2 separate regions of the Pan troglodytes genome follow, and region 1 is linked to region 2. A link is a contact called in public HiChIP or PLAC-seq data. All regions are on one chromosome and are shown on one strand. Each heading gives the region's core, a stretch centred on a gene start, on an enhancer-like site or on the middle of the called end of the contact. The rest is flanking DNA. Distances are from core to core; before and after follow the strand shown.

Region 1 (3,332 bases), core at 807-3,306, 180 kb before region 2:
TTCCAGCCATGGGGGTCCATGGACCACTAGAGTCTCATGGAAAGGGTTCATGAAAACCTTGAAATGTGAATGTTGATGAGTGTGTGTGTCCATGTTCACACAAGCATTTTTGTCAAGAGTAGATCAATAACATATTTATTCTTTTTTTTTTTTTTTTTGAGACAGGGTCTCTGTCACCCAGGCTGGAGTGCAGTGGCGAGATGTCGGCTCACTCCAGCTTCCTGGACCTCCCGGGCTCAGGGATCATCCTACTTCAGCCTCCCCAGTAACTGAGACTACAGGCACATGCCACCATGCTCAGCTGAATTTTTTGTAGAAATAGGGGTCTCACTATGTTGACCAAGCAGGTCTTGAACTCCTGGGCTCAAGTGATCCTCCTGCCTCAGCCTCCCAAAATGTTGGGATTACAGGCATGAGCCACTGCCACCGCGCCCACTGTCTTTTGTATTCTCAAAGGGATCCATGACTCTCCTAGCTTAGAAAGTTGACTCTAGGTCCCCCTGTGCAGAGCTGAGGAGTTTGACCTTGATCTGGAAGTTCTGGGAGGCAGTATTGCATTTTAAGAAGTTAAACCATCAGAGCCTGACGTGCTTTGGCCGGCGAGAACTCCTTGTGCCATTCCCACAGCTAAGCCTTTGCTCTTGCCATTCTCCTTCTGGGAGGAATGGAAGGAGCCGTACTTAAATGCCAGGCCGACCTGACTCTGCATCCTACCTCTAACCTTGCTCCAGCTTCAAGCCTGCAGTTTCTCCCTCTGTGAAAAGCTATGAGGTTTAAATGGGACCATGATGTCTTGAGGAATTAATAACAGTATTTTTATTTTGGAAAGTGCCCTGTCTATGGTAGCCATTAGTTCCTCTCTTGGCTTGGTGGCTCATCTGTTCAGGGGTTCCCTTTTATCTGAGGTCTTCTTGGAGCTTTCTGTAGTCATTCTTGTTTTGTTTTTGAGACAGAGTCTCACTCTGTCACCCAGGCTGGAGTGTAGTGGCATGATCTTGGCTCACTGCAGCCTCCATCTCTCCAGCTCAGTGATCCTCCCACTTCAGCCTGCTGGGTAGCTGAGACTGCAGGTGCACGCCACCATGCCTGGCTATTTTTTTTTTCTTTTTTGTAGAGACGGGGTTTCACCATGTTGTCCAGGTTGGTCTCGAACTCCGAGCTCAAGCGATCCTCCTGCCTTGGCCTCCCAAAGTTCTGGGATTACAGGCATGAACCACCACACCTGGCCACCAGTATCACTCTTTTTTTAAAAAATTTTTATTTTTATTTTAAGTTCTGGGGTACATGTGCAGAATGTGCAGGTTTGTTACGTAGGTAAATGTGTGCCATGGTGGTTTATTGCACCTATCAACCCATCACCTAGGTATTAAGCTCAGCATGCATTAGCAGCACTCTTAACACACAATTAAACTCACATGTAATGAGATTACTTCTCATTACTCCACACCATAGTAGTCTATTTTACAGATGAGGATACTGAGGCTCAGGGAGGCTGAGAAATTTACCTGGAGTCAATCAATTGTTGATCTGGAAGCATCCGATCACCAGGTCTTCTGAAATAATGACAGCAGCAACAATTAACATTATGCTTACTATGCCAAATGCTATGCTTAGCATTTTACCTGCATCACAATCCCGATTCCTTTGGGCAGTTAGGTAGGTTCCATTTTAACCGAATTTAAAGAGGAGGAAGCTGGGGCTCAGAGAGGTAACTTGCCCTAGGTAACCCAGGGTAGTCAGTTAAAAAGTCAAGACTCAGACCTCGATCTGACTAACTCCAAAGAAACCCGTGCCACTCTGCCTCTCGGAAAACACTGCTTCCAGCTGCACAGTTCAAAACCCCACCCAAGGCGGCCCTGAATCGCGGTCAGTCGGCTTCAGCCGAATCGCACTTTGTTTTGAACAAGGATACAGAGGGCGCTGCCTGATGTTAGTCTGGGGGCTTGGGGGAGAAGATGGGGGTCCAGGGTGGAAATGTAGGTGCTGGGGCCGTGCCAGAGGGAGAGTGTCCGGGACCAGCGGGCGAGTCACGTGCGCGTGAAACTCGACCTAAGGGGAGGGGAAAAGAAGGGAGCCCCCGCCCCCACCTCGGGGCGCAGCTCCGGACGCGTGTAAATACAACTATCAACTCCGCAGATCCACTTCATCCAAGCCCAGCTTCGCAGACCTCTGGCGCCCGGCGGGTTCCCAGTTCCCCCGCTTCTTCCGAGGAGACAGCGGAGGCGAGGCCACCGGGCTGTCAGGCTGAAGCTCCGTGGCCGCCGGGTCCTGCACGCAGAGAAGACCCTAGCGCGGGCGCGGCTCAGGGCTGGGCCCACGGGACTCCGGACGCGCCGCGAAAGCGTTGCGCTCCCGGAGGCGTCCGCAGCTGCTGGCTGCTCATTTGCCGGTGACCGGAGGTGAGCAGCGTGGGCGGGGAGGGGGCGCGCGTAGGGTCTCCGGCTGTGGGTCGGCTGAGAGACACCGAGGCCGGCTCCCGCCGACACTGCCAGGCTTCCCAAGGAAAGACCGTTACTTGCGCCCGCGGTCCCGCGGCACAGTGTCCCATCTCGCCAAGCGCGTCCTTCCCTTTTCTTTTCTCTGACCCCTCCGACTCTTCTCTTCCTCCCGGGTCCCCGCTCGCTGCACTTCCTCTGCTTAGAGCTGCGCGTTTGCCAGAGTTCCAGCGGACCTCCTGGAGCGCTTGAATCCAAAGCCCCATTTCACAGATGAGAATACCGAGTCCCCCTGGAAGAAGTGAGTGGTACTTCCTCCCCTCTCTCTGGGTCTTTCTTGCCCTTCTCCTCTCCGCTTTCCTCGGTCTCATCCCAGTTGTCGCTCCCCGCCCCCGCGCCGCCCGCGTTCCCTCTCCTCCCGCCGAGGCTGCAGCGGCCGCGGCGGGGGGAGCTGGGGCTCTTTCCCTCCCTTTGGTAAACACACCCGCCCGCCAGCCCATCCGCCACCGCTGCCCTTATAAAGTCAGCAGCCGCCAGACTTCCTGCCGAAGTCCGAGCCCCCTCCCGGGGCTGGAGGGGGGCAAGCGGGTTCCGAGGTGCAAAGCCTGGTGCCCCGAGCCCTGCGGAGTGAGTGAGGGGCGCGCGGGGGAGGAGGGAACCGAGGAGAGCCCGTCCTGGGTCTCCCTCCACGTGGCAGCTGTTGGCTTGGCCCGAGAGACTGTAGGGTCGTGGGTCACCTGATACGGAAAGGGGGAGGGCTTGCTGTCGCCCGGCCCCAGAGGGAAGGAGAGGTCTTGGAGGGGCAACTGGAAGATGGGGTCGTAGGGTAGCCTTGAACTTGCCCTTCTTCCTGCCAGCTTCTAGGGGTCTTTCCTGGCGCGAGAGTCCGGACATGGG
Region 2 (3,666 bases), core at 1,083-3,582:
CTGGGACTAATGTTTTATCTGCACTCTGTCTACTGTTTCTGTTCTGTTCTCTTCTGCAGCATCCTCATCCCAGCTCACCAGCTGCTCACACACTCCCTAAAAGCCCCTTGCAATTTCCCATCCCCCAGTCACCTAATAGCCTGCCTGAGCTAAGGACCCTCTTCATTCCTGAGTGTCTGCCAAATTCCACCCAGTTCTGCAGCCATCCCCTCCTTTCCTGAGTTGCCTCCAGTGGCATGGGCCAGGGGGAAAAGGTCTCTTGAAAGTTTTTCTGGGTCTTCTGAGGTGTGATGAGTAAAGAGTCACATATTTCTAACTCCAGCTGGTAATGAGCTTCACTCTACCTGTAGCATAGCAGTTAGCACGTCTTTTTTGTTTTGTTTTGTTTTCTTTTTATTATTATTATTATACTTTAAGTTCTACGGTACATGTGCACAACATGCAGGTTTGTTACATATGTATACGTGTGCCATGTTGGTGTGTTGCACCCGTTAACTCGTCATTTACATTAGGTATATCTCCTAATGCTATCCCTCCCCACTCTGCCCACCCCGCGACAGGCCCTGGTGTGTGTGATGTTCCCTACCCTGTGTCCAAGTGTTCTCATTGTTCAATTCCCACCTATGAGTGAGAATATGCGGTGTTTGGTTTTCTGTCCTTGTGATAATTTGCTCAGAATGATGGAGTCCAGCTTCATCCATGTCCCTGCAAAGGACATGAACTCATCCTGTTTTATAGCTGCATAGTATTCCACGGTGTATATGTGCCAACTTCTTTTTTTTTAAACTGTCACTTTATTTATTAAAGTCATTTGTTAGATTATGTTTTCCTGAAAGGTTGGGGCTGGGTTTTTTTTCTGTTTTTTTTTTTTCTTTCTTTCCTTCCCTTCCTTCCTTTTTTTTTTCTTTTTCTTTCTTTCTTTTTTTTTTTTTTTGACAGAGTCTCGCTCTGTCACCCGGGCTGGAGTGCAGTGGCACAATCTCAGCTCACTGCAACCTCTGCCTCCTGGGTTCAAGCAATTCTCATGCCTCAGCCTCCCGAGTAGCTGGGATTATAGGCACCCGCCACCACGCCTGGCTAATTTTTGTATTTTTAATAGAGACGGGGCTTCACCACGTTGGCCAGTCTGGTCTCAAACTCCTGACCTCAAGTGATCTCCCTGCCTTGGCCTCCCCAAGTGCTAGGATTACAGGTGTGAGCCACCGCGCCTGGCCGGGGATGTTTTCACCTTGTTCAAGTTTCCTCAAATCTGAGAAGTGTGCTAAAGTAGTAATAGGCCCTCAATATCTATTTATTAAACCCAGTTGAATTTATTTTGCTAGATAATGCTGGAATAGCCACTACTCAGAGGTTAAAGCTATGAGTTCAGGGGAGAAGGGTGCATTCCTGTTGTCTCTTACCCCAGGATTGATTTAGCAAGCTGGTGTATTGATTGTCAGGGAAATCTTGAGCTTACATATTCTGTACTAATGTCTTCATGTAGGACACATATCAATAGTCATTCTGAACATCCAGTCACTGTGATTATGACAGAAGATAACTGGACTGGTGGTGTTAAGGAGGTCTGGGTCCTACCTAGCCTTGTTGCCAACGCACTGAGACCCTGGGCAACTCACTCCCCTTTGGGTCTCAGTTTTCCCATCAGTAAAAGGAGGTTGGGGTAGAAAAACTAAAACATCTTTTCCAGGTCTGGTCTCTGATGTTGCAAAATGCACTCTGGGATTATACGGGGGAGACCTGGCTTCCGCAACCACAGGATGATGTGGTTTCAAATCAGTTCTGGCTCCAAGGTGAATCTGACACCAGGACTTGAACTGGATAAGGCCGTTTGCCAGCCTCTTGGAGGTACCTATAATTTTCGGTTAAGGATGTGAAAATTTTGGGTGTAGACAGTGAACTTGACAGTTCAGCCAGAAAGCAGTGCACCCACGATGACACCAACACCCGCATACTCTCCGCAGCCAGTGGGAGAGGTCGTTTCCTCCCACAACTGTTCAAATACTTCTCTTCTTGTCCCATCGACTCCTTTCCATGACACAGAAACTATTTTGCAGAGAAACGGGCACGCATCATTCCAATACACACCCCCACCCCACCCCTGTACTAAGTCTGATACAATAAAACTACACAATTTCTCTTTAGTATCTAGTCTCGACTGAAGAAGTGTCTGTAGTTTCTAAAGAGCCCTACACACATTTTCTAGGCCGGATTCCCCCTGGGTGAGAGAGGCTTCACGGCAACCACCCTTCCCTCAGGTCCTCCAGAGTCGCTGACGCTCTATGCGACTGTCTCGCAGGCGGGCCCGACTCGCGTCTCTCTAGCCAGCTCGTCCTCTCTGTGGCCTGTGCACGGCTTCCGGTGGCGGGACGCGGGGCCGCGCACGCGGGAAAAGCTTCCCCGGTGTCCCCCCATCCCCCGCCCCGCGCCCCCCCGCGTCCCCCCAGCGCGCCCACCTCTCGCGCCGGGGCCCTCGCGAGGCCGCAGCCTGAGGAGGTAGGTGGTGGTCGTCCCCGGTCCCAGGAAGGCAGGGGCCCCGCTCCCCCACGGGACGCTCGACATGGACCATTCCGCGTTCGAAACCGCGGGGAGCGGGCGAATCCATTCTGTGGGGCGGGGGTGAGCCGTGGGTCTGGGGCCGCGGGGTGGTGGGAGCGGTGCGAGGGAAACCCTGCACTCTGAGCTGGATTGGGTCGCGTGCGATGTGCGGGCTCCGGGCAGACCCTGGGGTTCCGCTGCTCGTTGCCATGGCTCCCGCCGGAGCGGCCAGAGCGGGCGTCGGGTTGGGTGTCAGCGGTATTCCAGGCCCGGTTCTCCACCCAGGCCTGGACCTGGACCCTCGGGCACTGCAGCGTCCGTCTGTAGGTTTCCAGGCAGAGGAAATCCTGAGACATCCAGGCGCAGCTGGGAGTTGCTACCTGGCTCCATCCGTGAGCACAGCGAGGTGCTGTCTTTCATGCTTATCTGTCTTCCTCTTGAATTCAGATTCCCAACCTGCTGAGCATCCGCACACCCACTCAGGAGTTGGGGCCCAGCTCCCAGTTTACTTGGTTTCCCTTGTGCAGCCTGGGGCTCTGCCCAGGCCACCACAGGCAGGGGTCGACATGGCAGAGACACTGGAGTTCAACGACGTCTATCAGGAGGTGAAAGGTTCCATGGTGAGAATGGCTTGGACAGGTGATACAAGTAGAGAGAAGGAAGGAGGGTAGAGTTTTTGTCCATTAATGAGAGCTTGCTTTGGTAACGTTATTTTGGAAAAAGAAAACTCAGTATAATGTGTACCTAGTGTCTCCACCAACTCAAGGCAATACTGAGAGATAGTCTCAGAGTTATAGGGACCATATATGCTGTTCAGTTCCCAATTCCTGTTTTACAGATGAGGAAACTGAGAATCTGTTAAGGGTTCTAGATACCAGAGTCTGGTTTAGAATCTAGACTCCTTGGCACCCTCAGCTGTTGCTCCTGCATTGATAATCTGGCCAGTCCACTTGCAGCAGGAATGTGTGTTAGGTAGAGCTGTAGAACCCAGGACATGCTGTGTACTGTCTCCATGGATCTGGGCCTGCTTTTCTTACAGAATGATGGTCGACTGAGGTTGAGCCGCCAGGGCATCATCTTCAAGAATAGCAAGACAGGCAAAGTGGACAACATCCAGGCTGGGGAGTTAAC

The links. HiChIP or PLAC-seq counts read pairs in DNA pulled down with a chosen protein or histone mark.
Region 1: an H3K4me3 HiChIP or PLAC-seq map of stem cell-derived excitatory neurons shows a contact between it and region 2, with 2.3 times the contacts expected there. The contact joins the promoter of SLC43A1 here to the promoter of SSRP1 in region 2. A contact is called at or near these places in 2 of 7 Hi-C or Micro-C datasets (induced pluripotent stem cells and stem cell-derived neural progenitor cells) and 1 of 1 datasets of contacts at active chromatin or transcription factors (stem cell-derived excitatory neurons).

The regions. Positions count from the first base shown.
Region 1 is chr9:59,787,980-59,791,311 of NHGRI_mPanTro3-v2.0_pri, reverse strand. SLC43A1 (solute carrier family 43 member 1) reads left to right here and starts at 2,056. Exons shown (of 15, transcript XM_016920904.4): 1 at 2,056-2,399.
Region 2 is chr9:59,608,815-59,612,480 of NHGRI_mPanTro3-v2.0_pri, reverse strand. It overlaps SSRP1 (structure specific recognition protein 1), which reads left to right and starts at 2,332. Exons shown (of 17, transcript XM_003954230.5): 1 at 2,332-2,493; 2 at 2,983-3,155; 3 at 3,575-3,666. The coding sequence starts at 3,102. P2RX3 (purinergic receptor P2X 3) reads right to left here and starts at 2,271. Exons shown (of 13, transcript XM_063784008.1): 1 at 1,401-2,271.